Linked DNA regions of Arachis hypogaea: region 1 is linked to region 2. Evidence: chromatin contacts called from public Hi-C data. All regions are on one chromosome and are shown on one strand. Each heading gives the region's core, a stretch centred on a gene start, on an enhancer-like site or on the middle of the called end of the contact. The rest is flanking DNA. Distances are from core to core; before and after follow the strand shown. Region 1 holds the start of LOC112741826 (eukaryotic initiation factor 4A-3). Region 2 holds the start of LOC140178534.

Region 1 (6,097 bases), core at 3,274-5,773, 430 kb after region 2:
AAAAGGAGCATAAATTAGTTAAAACATTAAAACTAACTCAGAAGATTATAGCAGATGTGAATTTGGAAACATTAAATTACAGAATCTTACATGAGAGAAAGCAACTCAACACAATTTACACGTTAACCGCACCAGCATTGTAAAGCTCAACATCCAGAATACTGGTACAGTCGAGTACACTGTATTAAAGGGAGAAAAATATTTAATTGGCCCAATGCCAATGTTTACAGGCATATCACAAAAATCCTGAGCAAAACCACATCCAGAACTACTCACCTACGGCTAGAACATACGACAAATCCACTCCACCCATCACATCAAATGCCAAATATATACTTTATATAAGATCAGCAACATTCATTGGCATTTCATCTATCTGAGTACTGTAATATTGCTCAATATCTCTCAAGATCTTGATGTCATCACTTTTGACAAAATTTATTGCAACACCCTGCAAACCATGATCAAGCCTAAGTATAACTGTATAAGTAAATGTGTATGCATATGCATACAATATACATAGTTGCCGCATTAGAGGACAGAAAACAAAATGGGAGAAGTGGAGTGTAAGGTTGATGAAAGCAACCAAAAACCTCTCAAACCTGGGTGTAAATTGAAGATTTTGACATGAAAATAGGACTGGGTGAGGGTAACCACTCAGTTAAAGCACAAAATGTTTAATAAGTTTAAACAAGTGGAATACCTTGCGTCCAAATCGTCCAGATCGGCCAATTCGATGAATGTAGAGCTCTCGATTATTTGGAAGGTCATAGTTGATAACTAGAGAAACCTGAAGCAGATGCATGGATCAATATTAGCAATTAGACAATTACTGTTCTTCTACATTACATCCAAATGCAAGGAATAGACAGCAAATCTCATCAATTTTTGTGGTATGTTATTTGAAATAAACTAAAATTTCATTATAGTCAATATATTCAAAACATTGACATCTTGGGGTTTTTGTTAACCAAAATCAATGCCCCTCCATGACACCTAAGACCTACAAACCAAGAATTAAAATCCATATTTTTTAACCGGGGAAATAGCAAGATATAAACTATGAAATTTAATAGTAAGTTATAACAGGACTATTAATCCTTGGATGAGGTCCAAAATTTAAATGTTTCACCACCATATAAGAACAATTAGCTACTTCTCTGCAAGGTGAGTGAGAGAAACCAAGAAACAAAAACACAGAAAACGGCCTAGGATGTAATCATGGGTGAAACCCCATCTCCCCAAATCCATCAGTAATACATTCGACCGTTACAGCTAATGGTTTATTTGATTTATTCTGTTCTAGCTAATATTCAAAAGGGATTGGCATGTATTGTTATATAGTCTATCCCTTTAAGTCCTAGCCATATCTTCTGTATCTATATGATGAGGATGAGGACAAAGATTTCTTGTCCTCTTTTGCAAACTAATATTAATATAATTTCATTTTCTATCAAGAAAGAAGATAAGACTGACTGTAAAACGTACTCCAAATACTGAAGAGGGAAGCAGATACGTGAATTCATGAAAGAAAATAAAAGAGAGGTAAAGGACAGGAAAAACAACTCGCCTGCTGCACATCAAGGCCACGAGCCCAAACATCTGTTGTTATTAGTACACGAGTTGTACCAGAGCGAAACTCTGCCATGATTGCATCTCTTTCTCTCTGTGGCATGTCGCCATGCATTGCTGAGACGGTGAAATTATTGTTACGCATTTTCTCAGTTAACCAATCCACCTGTCCCAAATGAACACAAATATTAGAATGTGATGGACAATAAATGAATAAACTAAAAGATCATCAACACCAAACTCATTAGTACAGAGAGTAGATATATATTATAGCACAGCATTTAATAATCTACTTTTTACAATGCACTCGATCGGGAAGAGAAATGGGATGCCCATCCTACAAAACTGGAACTTCTTATTTACCTTTCGCTTAGTGTTGCAGAATATAACAGCTTGAGTAATAGTGAGTGTATCATAAAGATCACACAGGGTATCAAATTTCCATTCTTCCCTTTCAACGGCAACAAAAAATTGCTTGATGCCCTGTTGTTCAGGAGTAGGGAAGTTGTATCAGTGATCAATATCCTCCAGTTAAAAGGGAAAAGGTAGTCGGCAATGGAAAAAAAGCTACTCACCTCTAATGTCAACTCATCACGTTTTACAAGAATCCTTATAGGATCTGTCATGAACTTGTTTGTCATTTCCAGTATTTCATGAGGAAGGGTAGCAGAAATCAAGACAACCTACATCATAAAAACAGATTAAATACAGTATACTTCATGGTGCTAATAAGGCTCTGGTCAATTACAACACAGGATGAAATGGAGAAAAAGATACAGACGAGACTGTTCCACAAGATCTGCAGCATGGGCAATATTCATATGATACCCATATGTAACTGCCAAGCGAGGACCCTAAAAGACACCTACGGTAAATCAATATAGCAACCTCAGAAATAGACATTTGGGTCACTGGACCAGCATAAGTTTGTCAACCAGAAATCATCTGGAACTAAAATTAGAGTAAAGAATATCTTCCTCACCTAAAGTGCTTCAGTTTTTTTAGCTAAGAAAACAAAAGCAATGTTTATCTAAAATTTGTATGTCCTTTATTACTTAAACAAAGCATATTTTCTCAAAAAACTAATCAGAGTCTATCTTTTGGTCATAACATCAAACTGAACTCTCAAGTCTCATGCCACTGACTTTTAAGTTCTAATTTTTACTAAACAGATTGTACACACTACACAAACAAGTCTACAAATGCCTTTAAGAACCTTCACACTTCCATAATCTCTACCCAAATTTTTATTACTTGAAATGACAGTATTGTTCAATATAATATCTGTTTATTTTAATATCATACCTCAAACTATATTCAGCCACTATCCACTTGCCAAAGACTTACTATAAATATGCATCTTTGATTGAACGATAAACATATAACATTTGCACCTGTATAAATTTCTTTTGAATAATATTAGGCAACATCAGGGCATCAAGAAAGAGAGAACCTGAAGATCTGGGGGGAGATATCTATACACATCATAAATCTGATCTTTAAACCCTCTGCTCAACATTTCATCAGATTCATCCTGTCAATGAAATGAAAATCATAAGATACTCCATGACAATATAAGCACAACTATTTATAATATAAATACAATCAAGTACAGGCAAATGAGAAGCAATGAACTCACAAGAACTAGCATCTTTATATCTCTTGTACGCAATGTTCTCCTCTTGATCATGTCACAGACACGACCAGGAGTTCCCGACACCACGTGAACTCCATACTCAAGCTTCCTTATATCTTCTCCCACACTTTTACCCCCAATGCAAGCATGTGCTTGTATGTTTATGAAATCCCCAATAGCCAATATAACCTTTTCAGTCTGTGAGGCCAGTTCCCTTGTTGGAGACAATATTAAGGCCTGGACTCTGTTCAGAAATTACAAAACCCAAACCAAAATAAGTAAACAAACAACACACATGCAAAAGACGATAATAATCGCATAAATCTCGCAAAAAATCACCTAATGAAATTACTTCGGGATAGAATTATGCTCCTAGCTTTACTAACATAATAACATTACATGACAGAAGAGAATAGAGAAAAGTTTCTTAGGAGATAGCTATCAGGTTCACTCAATTACCATGCATACCATATACAGAATTCTCTATACTGCTGCTGCATATTACACACGTGATTGCACCCAACAAGGTGCTTATAATCAAATCAGGAATAACTAAGGAACTGAGTACCAAAACGAATCTTGTAAGCATTAACATTTAAAACAGATATTCAATTTCTCCTCATTATCCTTCAATAGAATTCCTAAATTCATACCACCACATAACCTATCGTTATAAAATATTTGAAAACCCTAATCTATAAATTAAAACCCAACTTAAACAAATTTGTGTGTGCATTAAGCAGTAGAATTCTTTTCCTTTTTTTAAATTCGTAATAATGCTTAAACAAATGCAGTAAAACAGAAACAAAATAAAAACGAAAAGTGAAATTGAAGGTGCGTACTCTCTCTTGGAGGTATCAACGAACTGGCAAACGGTGAGTGCAATCATGGAGGTCTTGCCGGTTCCAGATTGAGCCTGAGCGATGACGTCACGGCCCTGTATGATTGGCGTCACGGCACGCTGTTGGATTGCGGAGGGTTTCTCGAATCCGTACTGGTAGATCCCTCTGAGCAGATCGTCCTTTATTCCCATCTCCTCGAAGCTCGCTATCGCCTTTACCCCCTCCGTCGTCTCGAACTCCAGCTCCTCCGCAGCGTTCGCCGCACGCCGCCGGTTGGCCGGCACCACCGACGTCGTCGCCATCACCTCCAGAAAACTCAAATTAAAAAAGAAAAAAGGCTTTTTTTGGGGTATGTTTCAAGGTTTTGGCGATTTTGGTTCGTGGGAGCTGGGAAGTAGGAGGAGAGAGAAAGAGAGAAGGTAACGGGAGTGTTGTTCGTGTTTGTGTTGGTTGTTTCTGTGCCCTAAACCAGATAGAAAAAATTTAAAAGGGTTAGTCGATAAGTTTGGATGTTCAGCCCAATAAGGCCCATAATGTTTGGGCGTTTGCTAATTTGGACCTCTTATTCTTTTCTCATTGGAAATGAACGGATTACCCAAGAGCTTGAAATTATCTAACAATCTTATTTTTCTCCGACCCAAATGTGGATGAAATGTATAATTAAATTCTATAAGAACCATGACCAAAAAAATAAAAAATCTATAAGAACCAAGAAGAATGAGCCAAGCTTAAATGGTATAGTCTTTTCATCTTCATCTAAAAATCTTGAGTTTGAATCTCACTCCTAACTTAAAAAAAAAAAAAAAAGAGAAATAGAGAATGAGAAAGAAAACGCACAAAACTGGGGAACAACTGAAAAGGAAAAAGGAAATGCAGGTTTCTATATTGTGGAGTTAGCAAGTGATGATGAGAAAGACAACACTATGAAAGACATTCAGAAAGAAATCAAGATAGGCAATTAGGAGGAGTTAGGGAGATATGACAAAAATAAAAACCTATGCAAACGGGTAAAGCCTGCCATCTTTTTTCTTTTGGAAACTAGAGCTAAGAAAAATTATGTAAACAAGATAGAAGAAAGCTTAAATTTAATATGGCTTTTTTTTATTAAACTTAGGGGTTGTCCGGAGGTCTGTGCATTTTGTAGAATAGTAATATTAATGTTAATGTTTATTCGTGGTGTGATAACTTTATAAAGGCAACAATTAAATATAAAAATAATGTTGAATGGGAAGAAAATTTTATTTATGGCCATCCTAATCCAAAAAAAAGGAAAGAATTATGGGATCAACTCACTGCAGGAAATATTAATTCTGAAAAACCAAAATTATACATTAGTGATTTGAATGAAATCCTCAACCAAGAAGAAAAAATTGAATTACACCCGAAGTCTAGAAGTCAAGTGCAATGCTTTTGAAATTTTGTGGACAAGAACGCACTTATAGACATATATTTAAAAGGTTTAAAATTTATATGGTTCAGTAATTCTAGAAATGAATTTATGACTAGGAAAAGAATAGGTAGGACGTTAACAAATTAGAAATGGAGAAGATTTTTTCAGAGTGCTTCTCTTACAGCCTGGCCAATAGTAAGTTCAGATCATTCTCTTTTAGTATTAGATCTTGAGCTAAAGGTAAGAGCAAGTAAGTTTTTTAAATTTGAAGCATATTGGGCTAAACATAAAAAATGCAAGGAGATCATTGAAAATGGTTGAAAAAGAGGGAATGGGACTGAATCGGAGGATTGGAACAAGATTCAGAGAAGGATGGAGAGCTGTAAAAAGGAGTTAAAAAATTGGAGTGGAACCACTTTTAAAAGAGCATATAAGGAAATTGAAAAGCTGAAGATTAAGTTACAAACTTGACAGGATTCAGAATTTATAGAGGAGCAACAAAAGAAAATACTATCAACTAAAGAGAGACTAACTCAATTTTAGAGATAAGAGAAGATGTTTTAGGGATAAAGAGTTAGAGTGAAGTGGTTGAGATTCAGAGATATGAATACTGCCTTTTTTTATGCTTTCACTATCCAAAGGAGAGATGAAAATCGT
Region 2 (5,855 bases), core at 1,020-3,519:
TCGCTTTTTCAAGCGAAGGGTGTTCGGAAGGGTTTGTGGGTTTGCCTTAGCAGTTTCCCTGGTCGTTCCCTGTTTCTTCTTTATAAATCTTCTTTTAAAAACTTCAAATCTCTTTTTGTTAAAGTTCGATCGGTTGAGTCCGAGTACCCATTTTATTTGGATGATGAACTTAGTGAAAAGTTTTCCCTTTATTGGTGCTCTGAGCCGAGTCAAATCCTTGAGGCTTTTGAGTGGAATGAAGAAGAGGAATTTGTGTTGGATTTTCTGGTTGAGAGTGTTGCTGCTGGGGAGTGTATGTCTATTTCTGATATTCTGCGTTTTTTTTATTCGGGTGATACTGAGGGCTTGAAAACTTATATAGGTAATGGCTTGGTTGTTTGTTGTTTGCATTGTTGTTTGTTGTTTTTCTGATATTGGTGGTTTTTTGTAGGTGGTCGGGTTCCTCTCTTGGATCCTTCGAAGTTGCAGTCCTTTTTGAACAAGAAAAAAGAGAAAGGTGTTGGCGGTTCATTTGATCGAAGGGATGGCGGTGAGCAGGCTTTTTCTTCTGCTGCTCGTCTGGCGTCGTCATTCAAGAGAAAAAGGGATGACACGTCTTTGGAGATCATCTCGGAAGGTGACCAGGAGGTGGTTGGAGGTGGCGGGCTTGCTTTTGATCGACAGAAAAAACTTCATGGCTTCGTTGCAGGATGTAGCTCTCAGTCTCTTTGGAGTGAGCAGTTTAATTTTGCCAAGCTTTATGATAGGGCATCTCAATATCCTGGAGACATGCTTATGACCCGCCGGATTGGTATGGAGGCACTCGGCAAATTCGTTCAGGTTGTTTTACTTTTGTCAGGACTCTTTTTTATTCTTCCTTTGTAATCTTGTTCTTATTTCGGAGAAGTCTTTACAGATTGTTGCTTCTCACTTGATGTGTGTTGGTCGCACCACCGAGCTTATTGGTGCCGAGCAGCAGGGAGCGGTGGATAAAATTGCTGATTTAGAGAAATCGTATAAGGCGAGGATTGCCGAATTGGAGAAGTTAGCAAAAGAGAAGGATGATGCTGCTATTAGTGCTGTTGCTAGGGCGAAGGAGTTTGAGGAAGAGGTAGCTCGCTTGAGGGACCAGATTCGGCTATTGCAGGCTGAGGTGAAGGAAAACGATGTGGCTAAAGGTCGGCTTACATCTCGTGTTCATGAGTTGGAAGAAAATGGGATGGAGATGTTCTCCTATGGCTTTGAACGTGTTGTGAGCCAAATTGCTCTGCTGGCTCCAGAGTTTGATAGGGATCGGCTTGATATGACGAAGATAGTGGTTGGCGGGAAATTAGTTGTAGATGGGGGCTGTAGAGGAGCATGGCAAGAATGCCCCTCTTTCTTAGTTTAAATTTGATGTTTGCTTGTTTTGTATTTTGTTTTGGAACTTATCATCATATACTTGCGGGTGTTGGATATTGTTATTTTGAACTTGTTCACTGGTGCCGACCATTGCTTGGTCGGTTTGTGTTGATATTTATCGTTTTTTGATACTTTGTTTGATATTTTGTTTTTTGCGACTAGGATAGGAGAAAGTTGTGTGAGACTAGATATGATTGATTATAAATTTGAATATTGATAATGAAGTGTATTGTGCGTCGGGCCTCGTTAAAACCCACCTTAGGCAAAAACCCCTTTCTTGGGAAAAAAGGCTCTAAGAGGGAAAAAGAGTACCTTCATTCGCGATTTGTACAAATTTAAGATCGGTACATCTTTAGAGAGGAGATATTCCAGCTTCCTGATATTGGATTGCCTTGTAGTGTTTGTAGTTGATAAGCCCCCAAGTCGAGTACCTTGACCACTCGGAATGGTCCTTCCCAATTAGTTGCAAGCTTTCCATGTGTTGGGGGTCGTCTGGCTTCTTCTGTTTGTCTGAGTACTAGGTCACCTTCTGTGAATGTCCTCAGAAAGACCCTTTTGTTTTGTTTTTTCTCAGCTAGTTGTTTCATAGCTCTTTGTTTGATTGCTGCTATCTCCCTGGTTTCTTCAGTTAGGTCAAGCTCGGCGTTCCTTGTGCTTGAGTTGTGTTGCTCATCATATAGCTCGGTTCTCAATGTTGGGATGCCGACCTCAATAGGAATCAGTGCTTCCAACCCATAGACTAGTTTGAAGGGCGTCTCGCCCGTGGTGGTTTGTATCGTTGTGTTGTAACTCCACAATATTTCTGGAATCAGTTCCGCCCATTCTCCTTTTGCATTATTAAGTTTTTTCTTTATTGCCTGCAATATAACTCGGTTAGCAGCTTCGTCCATTAGTTTGTGGGTGTTCGACCGAGCTAAAATGGTGCTGTATGTTAAAGTTTCTTAGAAGTGAGCCGAGCTTATTGTCTGTAAATTGCCTACCATTATCAGACACTATTTCCCTTGGTATTCCAAATCGGCATATAATGTTTTTCCATATGAATGTTTGTACTTTTTCGGCTGTTATTCTTGCTAATGGTTGTGCTTCTATCCATTTTGAAAAATAATCTATTGCTACTAAAAGAAATTTTACCTGGCCTGGCACTATTGGAAACGGGCCGAGGATGTCGAGCCCCCATCTATGGAATGGCCAGCTTACCTCCATGCTATGCAATACCTCGGCCAGCCTTGCAGATATGGCTGCGTGCTTCTGACAGTTGTCGCATGTTTTGACTTTCGTTATGAATCCCTTTTTATGGTTGGCCAATGATACCCGGTTCGGACGATCTTAGCTACGAGAGCTCGTCCTCCAATGTGGTTTCCACAAACACCTGCATGAATTTCGTCCATCACTTCCTTTGCTTCATCTTTGTTTAGACATCTTAGCAATGGTTTTCCTGCTATGCTTGTGTAAAGACTTGCCTTTCGTCTGAAGTGTTGTGGATTGTGTTTGCCTCTGGGTATGAAGCCTGTATTGATATATTCAATGAAAGGTGTCCTCCAATCATGGAGATGGTTAATGTTCGTCAGAGGAAATAATTCAGTGCTCGGTTTTTTTAATGAGAGTTGTGTTAAGGCCGATGTCTGTGTGTCTGCCCTAGTGGCGGTAAGTTTGGATAATACGTCTGCTCTAACATTTTTTTCTCTATTCACATGCAGTATAACGAACGAATTGAATTTTGAAATGAGATCCTTTGCTATGAGCCAGTATTGCTCTAGCAAAGGATCTTTTACCTGAAATTCTCCTCGGATCTGTTGGACCACCAAGAGGGAGTCACAATGTGCTGTCAAGCTTTGTACTTGGAAGCTCAGGGCGAGCTTGAGTCCTGCAATGAGGGCCTCATACTCGGCCTGGTTGTTGCTTGCTGGGAAATGGAACTGGAGGGCTTGTTCGGATATCACTTTGTCTCCCTCTTTGAGAATTATCCCTGCTCCACTTCCTTCTCGGCTTGATGCCCCATCAACGTGTAGCTCCCATGACTTGCTGTGCTCATCAGGGGTCAGTTCTGAGATGAAGTCAACAAGTATTTGTGATTTTAGGGCCGACCTTGGTTGGAACTGGATATCAAATTTTGAGAGCTCGATAGACCATTTGGTGAGACGTCCGGCCAGTTCTGGTTTTGTCAGTATTTGTCTTAATGGTTGGTTCGTCCTCACTACTATTGTGTGGCTTTGGAAGTATTGTCTTAGTCTTCTTGCTGTGATCACAAGTGCCAAGGCGAGTTGTTCTATCCTCGGATACATCTGTTTCGTTGGTTGCATGACTCTGCTGACGAAGTATACTGGCTGTTGTATTTTTCCTGTTTCGATGACAAGAGCCGAACTTATAGAATAGTTAGAAACAGACAAATATAAGTATAAAGGTTTACCGATTTCTGGTCTTTGCAGTACGGGTGGTGATGATAGGATGGCTTTGAGCTCGGTGAAAGCTTTCTTGCCCTCTTCTGTCCAGTGAAATTTCTTATTCTTTAATATTGTTTGGAAGAAATGGTATGATCGACTTGATACTGCGGGTAGGAACCGAGATAGTGCAGCTACCTTCTCTGCCAATTGTTGTACCTCTTTTATCGTTTTAGGACTTGCCATGTTAACTATTGCCTCACACTTTTCTGGGTTTGCTTCAATTCCTCGTGATGTAAGCATGAAGCCGAGGAACTTCCCCCCTTGTACTCCAAAGGCACATTTCTCTGGGTTGAGTCTCATATTATATGCTCGTATCTGTTCAAATATCTCCTTGAGGTCATCACAGTGTGATATTTTCTGAGTGGTTTTGGCGACCATATCATCTACATAGATTTCCATGTTTCGTCCTATTTGATGATGGAAGACTTTGTCCATCAGGCGTTGGTAAGTTGCACCTGCATTCTTGAGACCAAATGGCATTACTCTATAACAAAAATTTTCATGTTCAGTTATAAATGCTGTCTTACTTTGGTCTTCTGGATGCATGAGTATCTGGTTGTATCTAGAATATGCATCCATAAAACTCAAGCTTTTAAAGCCTGATGCATTGTCTATGAGCTTATCAATGCATGGTAAAGGGTAGGCATCTTTAGGGCATGCCTTGTTTAAATCTGTAAAGTCGACGCACATGCGCCATTTACCTGAGTTTTTCCTTACCATTATCACATTTGAGAGTCATGTGGTGAAGCGGATTTCTCTAATGAAGTTGGCTTGCAAAAGTTTGCTGGTTCCTTCCAGGGCTGCCTTTGATTTCTCTGCTCCTAAATTCCTTTTCTTTTGAGCTATAGGTCGGCTTGCTCTGTTAGTGGCGAGCTTGTGACAGATAACGTCTGGGCTTATACCTGGCATGTCCGCCGGGGTCCAAGCGAATAAATCAGCGTTGGCTTATAATATCTTGATAAGATCCGACCTTTCTTGTCCTTGTAGCGCCTGGTCGATGTATGTTACCTGTTCCGGTTTTTGATGTCAGTTGGATTTTTTGGAGCTCGTCTGCTGGTTGAGGTCTCTCTTGGGTGTCTCCTCGAGGGTCGAGCTCGGCTAGGGACAAAACTTCCTCCATGGTTTGTACTGCTTTGACTTCGTGTTGTTTCTGCCTTGTGTTCGACCTCTTTAGGCTAGAGTTATAGCACTGTCGAGCTTGTTGGCGGTCCGAGTGAATTGTTGCTATTTTGCCGTCTTGTGCCTGAAATTTAACACATAGATGAAAAGTTGATATCACTGCTCTGAACATGTTCAGAGCAGGTCTTCCGAGAATAATATTGTAGGGACTCGTGCAGTCAACTATTAGATATTGTATATCAAGGGTTCTTGACAATGGATCATCTCCCATTGTTGTTTTTAGCCATATATAACCTTTGATTGGTACCCTTTCTCCGGAGAATCCTACTAGTTCTCCGGATGATGGTTGCATGAGTTTTTCAGATAAATTCATTTTTAAAAAGGTAGAATAAAAGAGAACATCCGCACTGCTACCTGGGTCCAAAAGGACTTTTCTTACCAATAGATCGCCTGTTTGGATAGAGATTACCACTGGATCGTCTAAGTGTGGGGCCACCGAGCATATGTCTGCCTTGTTGAAAGTAATCTCTAGGTCGGGTGTATGTTGGCTGCTTGGTGGCGCTGTTCCTTCGATGGCCAGCATAGCTCGGTAGCTCCGCTTCCTTGCCGATGTTGTTTCGCCTCCTCCGGCAAATCCCCCGGATATGCAGTTTATAATCCCTTTGGGTTGGGTGTTGTTTGGCCATTTGTTGGCTTCCATGTTTCCCGAGGCCTGTTGGCATTCCTCCTTGTCCCTATTGCCTTCTTTATGTTTCCTTCCTTCGATGTACTTATCTAGTAGGCCTTGCCGAGCAAGTCTTTCCAATAGGTCCTTGGCTATTACGCACTCATCGGTTGTGTATCTGTATTTCTGGTGGAAGGCCGAGTGCTTGCTTTTGTCTACAAACCTCTGGTCCTGATAGCTCCCCGCTCTCG

The links. A called contact is a pair of places that touch in the nucleus more often than the background predicts.
Region 1: a Hi-C map of leaf shows a contact between it and region 2, with 2.6 times the contacts expected there. The contact joins the promoter of LOC112741826 here to the promoter of LOC140178534 in region 2. A contact is called at or near these places in 2 of 8 Hi-C or Micro-C datasets (leaf and an unstated tissue).

What each region holds. Positions count from the first base shown.
Region 1 is chr14:22,689,385-22,695,481 of arahy.Tifrunner.gnm2.J5K5, forward strand. It overlaps LOC112741826 (eukaryotic initiation factor 4A-3), which reads right to left and starts at 4,524. Exons shown (of 8, transcript XM_025790948.3): 1 at 4,051-4,524; 2 at 3,212-3,452; 3 at 3,026-3,106; 4 at 2,148-2,255; 5 at 1,936-2,055; 6 at 1,571-1,738; 7 at 704-790; 8 at 46-451. The coding sequence starts at 4,352. The coding sequence ends at 338.
Region 2 is chr14:22,266,226-22,272,080 of arahy.Tifrunner.gnm2.J5K5, forward strand. LOC140178534 reads right to left here and starts at 2,270. Exons shown (of 1, transcript XM_072215710.1): 1 at 1,716-2,270. The coding sequence starts at 2,270. The coding sequence ends at 1,716. LOC140178533 reads left to right here. Exons shown (of 6, transcript XM_072215709.1): 5 at 431-819; 6 at 896-1,521. The coding sequence ends at 1,369. LOC112742403 reads right to left here. Exons shown (of 1, transcript XM_025791643.1): 1 at 4,756-5,855. The coding sequence ends at 4,756.